2 separate regions of the Mus musculus genome follow, and region 1 is linked to region 2. A link is a contact called in public promoter capture Hi-C data. All regions are on one chromosome and are shown on one strand. The core of a region is the stretch at or near the end of the contact, and the rest is flanking DNA. Distances in the headings are between cores, read along the strand shown. Region 1 overlaps Rabgef1 (RAB guanine nucleotide exchange factor (GEF) 1). Region 2 holds the start of Vkorc1l1 (vitamin K epoxide reductase complex, subunit 1-like 1).

Region 1 (6,682 bases), core at 2,948-5,447, 260 kb before region 2:
TACCCCTCAGCCTCACATCCATCTACTTTCTAGCCCCTGGCCTTGGACTCTATTTTGCATCTATCTGCCAGGTGTCAACTCCTCATTTCTGGTGCCGCATCTCCATGTACTTACCTGAGACCTCATCTGGGGTTCCTCAGCCAAGAAACTCACACTTGGGTGCTGTGATGGCTAAGCTTCATTGATAACTGGACTCAATTTAGAATGGCCTAGAGGACACCCTGGATTCAGCAGTGAAGGCTTTAGGAGATTAGGGGGATAAGAGCTACCCTAAACTTCAGTGGCACCATCCATAGGCTGGGGACTCAAGCTGAGTAAAAGAGAGAGAAGCGTGGTGGGCAGACCTGTAATCCCAGCAGTTGGGAAGCAGAAGTAAGAAGATCAGGGGATCGAGGCTAGCCTCAGCTACACGAGACTCTGTCTCAAAAAAAACAAGGGAAAGAGTGCTGGAGAGATGGCTCAGAGCTTAAGAGCATTGTCTGTTCTTGCACAGGTCCTAGGTTTGGTTCCCAGCACCGACACGGGATGCTCACAACCATCGGCAACTCCAGACTCAGGGGACACAATGCTTCTGACCTCCATGTGTTCCCGAATGCACGTGGCGCACATACCATGTACTCAGGCACATTCACGTACACATGAAGTAAAGGAGAGGCCTCCTGATGCATGGAGTCAGAGGGAGCCTCAGCTCCATGTTCCTGCCATAGCTCTGCCTTCCCCACCATGGTGGGCTATCCCTCCTAGACTACAAGCCAAAACAATCCCTTCACTTCAGTTGTTCCTGGCAAGTATTTTTCCACAACAGTGAAAAAAATAACTACTACAGGCTTGTCTCTAAGCATTCCACTGCTGCTGAACTGCCAAGTCTGGGTACACCCCATGAGGTCCCTGAGAAGGGGTCAGTCAGTTCAGACTGGCAAAGCCATGCCTACAGAGAAAGACAGACACACGTCCTCCACCGCCTTGAGACTGACAGCCACAGTTTCCCGCTGACAAGGCAGCAGACTTCTTGAAGCTTTTAGGGACCTAGAATGATCTCACACAGCCAACATGGGTCCTCTCTCCAGCCAGACAGAAAAGCTGGTTATCCTAAGCCTGGCTGAGATGCTCCTGCTGCTACTGCCCAAGGCTGGAAGCTCACACGCGCTTAGCCACATGCTATCATTCCGTTCTAGGTTGTAGATAAAGCAGGCACTGCGATCACCTGATTCTTTTTTGAATGGCGAGATCTTTCTTCTCATCATCAGTAGTCTCTGGGCAGAACACAAATTTATAGAGACGCGTCATGATGTGCTTTTCGATCTGATCCATTATCTTCTCCACTTTCTCTGGAGGCACTGGAATACACAAAGGGGTATAGCAGCTCAAGAGAAGGATTTCAAAACAAGACTCTATTTCTGTAGTATTTTCCATACAGAAAAAAATTGCTGGCCACAGCCATCTTCCAGTAACTCGCCAAAATGACGAACACAAAGGGAAAGAGGAGAGGCACCCGATATATATTCTCTAGGCCTTTTAGGAAACATGGCGTTGTTCCTTTGGCCACACACATGTGAATCTACAAGAAGGGTAATATTGTAGACATCAAGGGAATGGGCACTGTTCAAAAAGGAAGGCCCCATAAGTGCTACCACGGCAAAACCGGAAGAGTCTACAATGTCACCCAGCATGCCGTGGGCATCATTGTAAACAAGCAGGTTAAGGGCAAAATTCTGGCCAAGAGGATCAACGTGCGGATTGAGCACATCAAGCGCTTGAAGAGCAGAGACAGCTTCCTGAAGCAGGTGAAGGAGAACGACCAGAAGAAAAAGGAAGCCAAAGAGAAGGGCACCTGGGTGCAGCTGAAGCGCCAGCCTGCGCCACCCAGAGAAGCACACTTTGTGAGGACTAACGGAAAAGAGCCTGAGCTGTTGGAGCCCATTCCATACGGATTCATGGCCTAATGTACACAACGAAATAAAGGACCCGGACTGCAAAGTGTTTTCCTTAAAAAAAAAAAATTGCTATAAACACACCTAGTAAAGAAACATTAAAAACCCTCTTTATGGATTCATAACTATTTGGGCTGGGGATGTGCCCCAGCATGCATGAAGCCCTGGGGTCCAACCCCAGCACCGTATAAAGCAGGCATGGTGTTGCATGTCTGTCTTCTTAGCACTTGGGCGGTAGAGGCAGGAGGCTCAGGAACACAAAGTCTTTTAGAGGCCAGCTTGAGTTATGTGAGACTCTGTCTCAAAAAACAAAAACAAAACAAGACAAAACAAAAAACAAAAACACAACAAAAGAAATTACAACTTTCTAATCTACATTGTACAGAATTCCCACCTATTTGCTAAACTGGTTCACTGGAACCTAGCAGGTATATGCCCTGCCAAGTAGGAAGACTTCTGTGGGTCCCTCTCTATTGCTACACTGGTAAAACACTTGCAATTCCCAAGGTTGCCAAGTGCCGGCAAACCTCCTTTCCTCTGCAGTTTCCCACAAAGCCACCATGTTCTCTCTGAAGCACGCATGAGGACATCAAGCATAGCTCAGACGCACCCTCAAGTATAGTGTCAACAGAAGGCCAGAGGAGCTCCACAAAGCAAACCCAAAGCTTTAAGTGGGTGAGTCTCATTTTTTTCTGCTCCAACTCCCCTCCCTTAGGTTTATGTCATTGTGAACCGTGACTCACCAAATGGCAATTCCAAGGTAGGGATTCATACAGAAACCCTCCTGAGCCTCTCTGATCTTCCCCACTATACTCACAATACAGGAATTATATTATTCAAAGCACAACCCAATTGCCCAGGTCATGCAAGGGCACTGCTGGGTATGAGGCAGATGTCAATGTCAGCACAGTACTTTGGTACCAGCCAGGCCAATCAAAGGAGGCGAGGGCAGTTTGAGCTCCAACTGGCTGCCTCACAACAGCTGACTGACAACATATTACCTTTCCCACGGGTCTGCATTCTTTCAGCCACATTTTGGTAAAAGTCCTGAGTACATTCTGACTGTTCCTCGATGCTTAAATCCTGGAATCAACAGACAATAGGTTGGTAAGCAGCTGAAGAGTTAGTTTGAGAACACCAAACCTGAGCAAGTCTCTCAAACACACTCCCTGCACTGAGCCGACTCTATAAGAACTTAAAAATCACACATATTCTGCAAGAAAGAAAAATCTACTATTTTTTTTTAAGATTTATTTATTAAATGTAAGTACACTGTAGCTGTCTTCAGACACCCCAGAAGAGGGCGTCAGATCTGGCTGTGAGCCACCATGTGGTTGCTGGGATTTGAACTCGGGACCTCTGGAAGAGCAGTCAGTGCTCTTAGCTGCTGAGCCACCCCTCCAGCCTGAGAGATCTCCTGTTGATGATCTTTACACATCACAGTAAGCATAGACAACCTGTGAGCGCTCTATTTCACATCACCACCCTCATCCTTACGATTTATTACTATTACTACTACTAGTGTTAATTTTTCCATGACAAGGTCTTTTTAGATTTTAATAGCTGTAACATGTAAGTTTTGGATCCTTTTTGAGTTGATTTTTTAAATACTCATTTTTTTTTTCACTTTAAAAAATGTCGATTACCCTCTAGTATCTCCATATTCATGGGTATAGCGATACTTCTATACAAGATTGGACCAAGGCATACGATCCTAGACTTGCCAATGTGCTATAGCAGGAATATTCAAATTCCTTCCCACTCATTACTTTGAAATACACCATGTGTCATGTGTCAACAACCATAGTTTTCCTGCTGTGCTTAAGGACATCAGAAAGGCTGGAGAGATGACCCAGAGGTGAGTTAGGAGGACCTGCTATACTTCCAGAGGACCAGGATTAAGTTCTAGCATCCACATCAGGAGACTCACAACAGCCTGGAGCTGCAGCTTCTGAGTTCCCCCACACTCTCTCTGACCTCCATGGGCATCTGCATGCATATACACATCCTGCCACGCAGACGCACACAGACACACACATACATACAAACATACATATACATACACACACACAAATACACACACCACACACACATAAACACCACACACATACATACACATACATACACACACACACATCACACACACACACACACACACACACATATACATGGGCATCTACACGCATATACACATACTGCCATGCAGACGCACACACACACACACAGCACTGGAGGTTTAACCTTGTACCTGGCTGGCCCTCTGTCTTGCTGCCCAGTACCTGGAGGCACTGTTTTGCAATCTGCTCCCACCATGTTGACTTTTTCAGCTTCTGTGTATAATGAGGACACATTGCTTCTAATTTTAGAACCAAGTCTGTGCTACTTCCTCCCAACTTCCTCAAGAAGTAAAGCCTGTTTGGATGAGTCTCTTCCTCTTGGCCATACCCTTCTGGTCTCTATAGTAACCAGACAGCTCAGACTACTATTTGGTTTAGAACAATTGAAGAGGGTGCTAGCAACTGGCTCAGTGGGCAGAGTGCCCCAGCCCAGTGTAAACCAGTGCTGTACACCCTGTGATTAAGCACTTGGAGGGAGAAGCAGGAAAATCAGGAGTTCAAGGCCAGCATAGGTTACATGAAACTTCGTCTCAAAAATAAATAAATACATACGAATGAAATGCTCAGCAAAATCTCTGTAAGGTACAGGAGGGCCCTCATATTCTGGGAAAGTGTGAGTGAAGATAAAGACACATTTCACACTATAATCTCTTCATCGAAACACAGAAAAAATACCTTCTCCATAAGTGTTAACACAAGGCAAACTGTAAGTTAATACAAAGTAACCAGTAGCAACTGTTTCTATTTTATTCATTTGTTTATTTAATTTTATGTGCATTGATGTTTTGCCTGCATATCTGTGTGAGGGTGTCAGAAGCCCTGGAATGGGAGTTACAGACTGTTGTGAGTAGCCATGTGGTTGCTGGGAATTGAACTCAGGACCTCTGGAAGAGCAGCCAGTGCTCTTAACCTCTGAGCCATCTCTCCAGCCTTTTGTTTTTTATTGTTGTTGTTTTGCTTGTTTGTTTTTTGAGTCAGGGTATCTCTATTATAGCCCAGTCTAGAACTCCTTCCCTATGTATACCAGGCTAGACTAGAACTTAAAAAAAAAAAAAAAAAAAAAAAAACACCCACCTCTGCCTTCCAAGTGCTGAGATTAAAGGTGGGAGCCAACATGCAAGGCAGAGGCAAATCTTCACAGAAAGGCTCTCCAGGAAACGAAACCAAAGCCATGAAACGACCAAAAGCTCCTCTATTACACTTGATCACTTCCTCAGGAGAGTGAGATCACAGAGTGCGGCTCACAAGAAAACTGGTGTCTTTGCTACACATGCACGAGCACCTCACGCATGCCTGGTGCCCTCAGAAGCAAGGTGTCAGGTCCACCATGCCAAGGGTGCTGAGAGCTGAGCCTGGATCCTCTTCAGCTCTCCAGCCCTAGAGTAATAGTGTTTTATAACCCGAACTAAGGGTCTAGAGAGCACTGGCTGTCCTTCACCGGCCAGGATAGTCCAGGCCAGCCTCTAACCCCCTGCTATCTGCTCATAAATGCGGAGATGAAAGCCATATGCCACCTTACCCAGCATATGATTTTTAGTTTTGAGACAGGCTCTCATTATTTTGTCCAATCAGTCTCAAACTTGTGGGCACAAGTAATCTTCCCCCTCAGCCTCCCAAGTGCTTAAAGTATATGCTCACATCTACACGCCCAACCTAATAGCACGCTTTAAACATGTTTCCATATAAACAGACTTGAAGAAAACAATTCTTCACCAAGCCATGAACCTCGTTAAATGAGATAACAGGGTTTTGAGATGATTGTCTCTCTGCATGTCCTCTGAGCTTTTTTTCTTCCTTTCCTTTTGAGATAAGATCTCCTGTGTAGCTCTGGCTGGCCTCCAACTCACAGAGAGGTCATCCACTTGCTTCTGTCTCCTGAGTGTACAGATTAAAAGCATGTGCCACAATGCCCAGGTTTCACCATACTTTAAAATTACTCCTGAAGGGCTAGAGTGATGACTCAGCAGTTAAAAGCACGGGCTGCTCTTCCACCCATTGGACCCAGGTTCAATTCCCAGCACCCATACAGCAGCTCACACCAGTTCAGAGGATCCAACGCCCTCTTCTGACCTCAGTGGGCCATGTAAGCACTAGGTACACAGACAGAAAAGAAAAGAAAAGAAAAGGAAAGGAAAGGAAAGGAAAGGAAAGGAAAGAAAAGAAAAGAAAAGAAAAGAAAAGAAAAGAAAAGAAAAGAAAAGGGCTTAGCAGTTAAGAGCACTGACTGCTCTTCCAGAGGTCCTGAGTTCAATTCTCAGCAACCACATGGTGGCTCACAACCATCCGTAATGGGATCCAGTGCCCTCTTCTGGTGTGTCTGAAGACAGTGACAGTGTACTCACATACATAAAATAAATAAATCTTAAAAAATAAATTACCCCCCATACCAACTTGAGAGAGAACGAGGTGGGGGGGGGGATGGAGTAAAAAAAGTGCAGAAAAGGCAAGCAAAATATCTATACACATAAAATAATAAAAATACTCTTTAAAATAAAATTACTCAAGACATGAGGCTATGTTCAAAGGTCAAAGGAAAGCTACAGAGAGTACACTACACAGGTGACCACACATACCATTGAACCCACAGTCAGTATTCTACCAAACTAAAGCTTAAGTCTCACAGTAAGATTACCT
Region 2 (6,909 bases), core at 603-3,102:
TGGTGGGAAACTGACTCCCACATGTTGTCCAATGACCTCCATAAGTGTGTGTGCTACCCCACTCCCAACATAAATATGTGCAATAGAAGCACGATACACTTAGTGGTTCTCAAGGTGTCTAGTCTAAAAGAAAGTCTAGGAGGCCTCAACCTGGATGCAAATAAAACTCCTGAGGGCTCTTCATCACAGATACATTCTGCACTATAAACTCAATGCATTTAAAAAAAAAAAACAAAACTGCTTAATGAGGCCATAATGACAACCATTTTTCTACTAAAAAGTTACAGGAATTCCACTTATAAGCACGAGCTAGCCTAGCCTAGCTGGTCTATGAAAAGGGCTAAGTGGGAAAGATCAACAGCCTTAAGTTTGCAGATAAGAAACTCCAACCCTAGCTTCTTCAAATACTCCTCCACCAATATGGAGGGCAAAATAAACTAGTGAGCTATATACATTTGTGTCTCCCTAGCATTTATCAAAAGGAGGGAATGTAGTGAAATGTTAAGCACTGTTAACAAACATCAAAATATTAGGGGTAGGACTCTCTATTAAAATGTCAAACTATCTATTCTGCAATAATTCTTTTCACTTTTGCTGGTTTTGATGACTGCTATCAGTTTTTTAAAAAGCCTTTTTTAAAAGTGTAAAATACTTTTTTCTAAGAAAAAAAGCTAGCACACTACATAAAATGTTAACAGGAAAAAAAATCGATGGTATTTTCAAGAAACAAAAAATTGTTTAAATAAACCTGCTTAGCAAAGTTTCGTAAATCTAATCTCTTGCGGATTATTCCGCTAATACTAATCAGCAACATGTAAAAGTCATTCTAAGTCACCCACGGTGGTGCATGCTTGTATTTCCCTACTCAAAAGACTGAGGCAGGGGAATAGCTGTAGAGGTTATAGTCCGATGAGTTTCAGGCCAGTGTGGGTCACAACTCAGATCCTTTCATAAAATAACAGTCATCGTAGTACCTAAAATATCACTATACACAAGGTACTCATCGTTTACTCTAAACTTAAAGTAGACCCGAACTCTGGCCATTTTCCCCCTGCTGGGCACACTTCGTGAAATACACAAGGGAGAAAAATCCAAGAAATCAGATAGGGTTAAGTGCTGGTACCTTCCTCTTCCAGAGTAGGGTCAAATGCGTGTCTACCCGCAAATGTCACTGTCGCCTCCAGAAGGCTGCCAATTCTCCTTAACTCTGAGTACAAAGAGGCCTGAGCACCGAAAACACCTGTCCCGAACAACCCAGAGGATAGTGATAAAAGCCACCGGACATATAGCCCCGGGGTAGCAGAGGTCCCAAGACCCCGGGGATGAATGCTGGCTTCGCCGATCTCTGCATCGGGGGTCTTCACACGCCTCTCTCGGCGACAACAGGGAGAAAAGTCACACCGGCCAGGACGCGCCCGCGCCCTCCCGGCTGCACTGTGCCACCTCATCCCGGAGGCCTGCCCTCAGCCGCCGCCCCCCGGTCACCGCCGTCCGGGTCGCGGCCCGGGCCCCGCTCTCTCAGGCCGGAGCTCCCCGCGCGCTCCCCGCCCCCCGCCGCCGCCCGCGTCGCGCTCCCCTCACTCAAGCCGGGCTACCTGGAGGCCAGGGCGGCGGAGCACTTCACCCAGGGCCCCAGGTCGCAGAGGGCCCGGTGCTCCGGGTCCCTCTCCTTCTCCCGCTCCACGTGGTAGGCGTAGATGGAGAGCAGGATCCCGGCGGCGCACACTGCATACCGGGCCACCCGTTCCCAACGCGGCACCGACACTCTCAGCAGGACGGGCGCCGCCATCTTCCCCCCTCCGCCGCCGCCGCCGCCTCCCTCCGCCTCCACCTCAGACGCCGCCGCCCGTCGGGGCCCGACCCAGCCGCCGCCGCTGCCGCCACCGCCTCCGCCGCCGCCGCCGCCGCCGCCACCACCGCCGCGCCCCATTGGCTCGGTCGCCTCCTCCGGGCCCCGCCCCCACAGGCGCGCGGCCCAACCGCCCCGAGAGGAGTGAGGCGGACTGGGCGGGGAAGGCGCGCGCGGACACAGAGGGAGGGGCGGAGCGCGCAACCGCCAGGGAGGCGGTGCGGCGCATGCGGAGGGCGGGGTCTGAAAGAGGGAAGGGCTTGAGGAGGGGCGGAGCTTGACCAGAATTGGGGCGGAGCGAGAAAGCCGCTCATAAGTGTGGAGGGAGGAGGCGGAGCGCGCAACAGCGGGGAGGTGGTGCGGCGCATGCGGAGGGCGTGGCTGACGGTGGGCGTGGTTTGATTTTAAAGGGGCGGGTGGGAAAACCGCGCGCGGGCGGGGAAGAGGCGGAGGTTGTAAGCAGCCAGGGTTGCGTGGCGCAAGTGAAGGGTGGTGCTGAGAAATGGGGTTCGTTACACTGGAGGGCGCGGTCAGAAGGGAGGCGGAACAAGGTGGGGCGGGAGCGAAGGGAAGGGGCGGAGCGCAAAAACTCTGGTGTGCTGGATGGGGCAGGGGCGTGACCAGGAAGGATGAGGGGTGTGGCCTAGGAAAGGGGTGAGGCGAGAGGTGGTTTGGCTTAATCTTAGGGTCTGTTACAAGGGATCGATTTCAAAGATACTACTACAATGCTTGACTGGGCAAGCCCTTGGCTCCTGGTAGCAATCAGTTGCCTTTCTGCACACACACACATTTCCGTCGTTATCACTTGATATTTCTTATCCAATCCAAATTGTCCCTGACCAATGGCTCCAGAGCTCCAGAGACACGTTTGTGTGACATGATCTTCCCCAGGCACCACCTCCAGGCGTCTTGTGTTCAACATGTGAGAAACTTTTTTCTTAAATGCGCAAAACTATTTTTACATTTAAAAAAACCTATTTTTAAATGGGTTCATGAATACTTCTCTATAATTTGGATTTGATGTGGCTTTAACATAATCCATACTAAAAGGATAAAAATGAACTTTAAAAAAAAAGCTCAAAAACTTGGAAAAAGGGAAATCAGAAGAAAACGAAACGTGAGGAGGTCATAGAGGCTTGCAAAATTGTTAAAATTGAGCCATAACTGATTCTGAGCTTCCTTGCTGTCAAAACTGGACAGGAAAACCCATGTAAGGATATCTGTGTCTACAAAGAAACAAGCTGTTGATGGAGATTGCTAGCTTTTGCTTCAATGCAGCTCTTAGGCTTTGGGGGCATCACCTAGTGATTTTGATTAATAAGTAATGTTCTTCAATTAATTATACAATGTTGGATAACAAATCACCCCAATTTTTTGCAGCTTTAAGCAAGCTAATAAACTGGGTGTCTGTTTGTTTTGTTTGGGGTTTTTTTTTTTTCATTTTCTCTGCGTCAGGAATCTTCCGGCTCAGTCTCTCCACCTTTCCCTCTCTCTTTCTCTTCCTCTCTACCTTGGATCAAATTAAGATGTGAGGCATGGCTGTAGTCATCTCAAACCCTGAGAGTCCTCTTTCAGGTTCTCTCCTATGGCAGTGAGAAGGCTGCAGGTCCTCCCTGGGCAGTAACAACAGCTCCAATTTACACCTCCAGAAAACACAGCTGGCTTCCATCCCACCCACCCAAAGTAAGGGGTTGAAGAAAACAAGTTTTAGCTCAACAGTAGAATACTTGACTAATACATGTAAAGCTCTAGGTTAAACCTCCAAAAAAGGAGAGAGAGGGAAGAGATGGGGTCAGAGTCTCTAAAAAGGACATTATTGATTTGTGTGTGTGTTCACATATGTGTGGGTACAAAAAAAAAATCGCTGACTATAATCGTCCCTGACTTACCTCCTTGAGACAGAGTATCTCACTGAATCTGGAATCTGTGGTTTGCTTAGCTAGGCTGGCTGGCCAAGTACGGAGGATCCATCTGTCTCTGCCTCCAGTGCAAGAGTTACAAGTAAGGACAGCCACAGACAACCACATTAAATAGGAGGAGCCAAAGATTTGAACTTAGGTCCTCACACTGAGGCAGCAAGCATTTTTACCGAGCCATCTCTCCAGCTTGAGTCTTTTGTTATTCCGTGATCAGAAACGATAGCCTATGACTTTCATACATTCTGTTACTTAGAAGGTCGTCGCACCAGGTGGTGTCATCTGCGCCTCAAGACAAGCACCCATAAATGCCTATGACTGAAGCTCTGAGGGATCCAATGACCTCTTCCGACCTCCATGGCCCAGACACATATGTGCATCTCTCTCTGTCTCTGTCTCTGTCTCTGTCTCTGTCTCTCTCTCTCTCTCACACACACACACACACACACACACACACGTACACTTTCGTAATTTTAAAAAAGGAGAGTATTGGACTGGCAAGATGGTTCAGCAGATAGGCTCAGCGGGTAAGAGCACTAACTGTTCTTCCAAAGGTCCTGAGTTCAAATCCCAGCAACCACATGGTGGTTCACAACCATCCATAATGAGATCTGACTCCCTCTTCTGGCGCTTCTGGAGCATCTGAAGACAGCTACAGTGTACTTATGTATAATAATAAAAAATAAATCTTTTTTTAAAAAAAGGCAGGGGGGGAAGTATATAGGACTTAAGTTCATCTGCTTGCTACTCCAAAGCTAATACTTGAGAGAAAATTGGTTGAAAGAAAACAGATTTAAGAGCAGAAGATGGCTGGGCAGTGGTGGTGTACACCTTTAATCCCAGCATTTGGGAGGCAGAGGCAGGCGTATTTCTGAGTTCAAGGCCAGCCTGGTCTACAGAGTGAGTTCCAGCTACACAGAGAAACCCTCCTGTCTGGGGGGGCGGGGAGCAGAAGATGACTCAGTTCCCTGTGGAGATGGGGAGAACCACCTGAAGGGACTCAGGACCGCAAAGAGTTGTTTATAGGAAAGAGGGAAAGAGACAGTGGGACAGTAGGCAGAAAAGCTACAAAGATCAGAGTGCCTCTCTTACTGGGCACTCCCCAACTCCATACCACCTGGAAATTCTTAGGCAGACACACTGCCTCTCTACAGGTTAAATTCTATAAAGGACCAATCAGTCCCTCAAAGGAAGAAGAAAGAGCTATTTCCAAAAGCAGGAAGAGACAACCAAAGAGACAAGGCAGGAGACCGGGGCTGAAGCATAGTCTGTGGTAGAATGCTCGACTAGCAGACACAAGAATGGCAGGTGCTCCCAACCACACCTGACTGCCACTTCTGAGGTCCGTCTATTTTTCTTCTTTTTATTTTTTATTTTATTTATTTATTTTTTTTTTACTGAAGCTGGTTCCCTGATTCTTTTTTTTTTTTTAAGATTTATTTATTTATTATATGTAAGTACACTGTAACTGTCTTCAGACACTCCAGAAGAGGGCGTCAGATCTCATTACGGATGGTTGTGAGCCACCATGTGGTTGCTGGGATTTGAACTCTGGACCTTCAGAAGAGCAGTCGGGTGCTCTTACCCACTGAGCCATCTCACCAGCCCCATTTTTCTTCTTTTTAAATCAGGTCTCACACATCCTAGGCTGGCCTCAAACTCACCATATAGGTAAAAGTGACCTTGAAGTTCTGACTGTTCTCCTCCACCTACTGAGTGTTGGGATTATGGGTATACACCTCCGTACCCAATTTATGTAATTCTAGGGATTGAAGTGAGGGCTACCTGCACACTGAGAAAGTGTTCTGCAAACCGAGCCACCTTCTAAGCCCCAGGTCCCTGTTTTCTGACAAACTCGGCTTTCTATTCCAAAAGGTCTTCTTTTACTTCGAATCCTTAGTCCAATATTCTCATGTTTGTACAAAGAAAGAGACGGTTGCCGGCTCAACTCTGCTCCAGAACAAAAATCCCAGGAGCTTCCTGCAGGCCCCTTCAATGACCTCAGGCTTGATATGCTGAGTTAGAATTCTGTGCTTTACCCCAACACTTTGAAAATAACCCCAGCAAGGATTGAACGAGAACTCTTGAGGTGGAGCAGTAGCTGAGATAGAAAGCTTTAGAAGAGAGTCTGTCCAAGGCTGCCCAGGTCCCTTTGGGAAAGCAGCCTATGGAGAGGGGACCGGTGTTATTCTCATCTTTGAGAAATAATTGGTTCTCTTATCATTCCGTTAAAGTGAGTACGGCTACATAGTAGGCATTGACACACCTGCAAACAGAGCACTCAGAAGGGTTAATGTGGGATGATTGTAAGTTCAGGGCTATCCACACTGTTTCCTAAATAAACCTCTTTTAAGAAAAAAAAAAGCCTGTACCATGATCTAATGGACATAAAGAATTAGGATTTTTTAAAAAAGATTTATTTATTACTACATGTATATATGTAATATACTGTAACTGTCTTCAGACACACCAGAAGAGGACATCAGCTCTCATTATGGATGGTTGTGAGTCACCATGTGGTTGCTGGGGCTTGAACTCAGGACCTTCAGAAGAGCAGTCAGTACTCTTAACCACTGAGCCATCTTTCCAGCCACAAGAATAAGGATTTTATCACTATATAACAACCAAATACCTATTATACTTATTTCTCTTGGTTTCTCCTCTTTCTCTTTCTTCCTCCTCCTCCTCCTCCTCCCCTCTCTTCTTCCTTCTTCTGAATATCCCCCTATGCTACAAGTCTCCCAAATGAGATGTCTCTGTTTTGTCCACTGTCTTGACCAATATATAAGTCAGGAAGACAGGATCTGGCCCAAGGGTACGGACCTAGTAGGTCAATTTTGAATGAATGAACGCTTCCTTTAAAAGGTTAGTTTCTATGCAAACGATAGTTGAAAAGCCAAATGAGGAGGTTCACACGTGTAATCCCAGAAAGTGTTCTGTTGCTTAAGGACAGGATTGGGATTCTGATGTTTCCCCAGCTCTGTGTCTGGCAAGCTTCTTTGTCCCTCTGCCCCATTGTCTTCGTCTATAAATTAGGAGGGCTGCACTACTGACCTAGAGGGCTTAAGGAGGATTAAATGTGTGGTGCCTGGCACATGGGAGTATTCAGTAAATACTCCCTATTGTTACCTTAATCCTCTCCAT

What was found. Promoter capture Hi-C pulls out the DNA fragments that hold promoters and counts their contacts.
Region 1: a contact with region 2 is called in a promoter capture Hi-C map of liver, with 2.5 times the contacts expected there. The contact joins the enhancer-like site here to the promoter of Vkorc1l1 in region 2. A contact is called at or near these places in 7 of 39 promoter capture datasets (the C10 cell line, cranial neural crest, embryonic stem cells and 3 more), 2 of 484 Hi-C or Micro-C datasets (B cells and erythroblasts), 5 of 115 datasets of contacts at active chromatin or transcription factors (the 230-238 cell line, effector CD8 T cells, embryonic stem cells and 2 more) and 2 of 9 other capture datasets (adipose tissue and liver).

Annotation. Positions count from the first base shown.
Region 1 is chr5:130,203,341-130,210,022 of GRCm38.p6, reverse strand. It overlaps Rabgef1 (RAB guanine nucleotide exchange factor (GEF) 1), which reads right to left. Exons shown (of 9, transcript NM_001199059.1): 5 at 2,933-3,014; 6 at 1,205-1,337. It also overlaps the pseudogene Gm15921. Among named protein-coding and RNA genes, the nearest start is that of Tmem248, 16 kb to the left of the region's middle. Within about 2 kb of position 4,197, at least 59 of the 459 cell types and tissues checked have an H3K27ac peak or open chromatin away from gene starts, as enhancers often do. A contact at or near this core is called in B cells, effector CD8 T cells, liver and 2 more, where this site is marked.
Region 2 is chr5:129,937,052-129,943,960 of GRCm38.p6, reverse strand. Vkorc1l1 (vitamin K epoxide reductase complex, subunit 1-like 1) reads right to left here and starts at 1,852. Exons shown (of 3, transcript NM_027121.4): 1 at 1,596-1,852. The coding sequence starts at 1,789.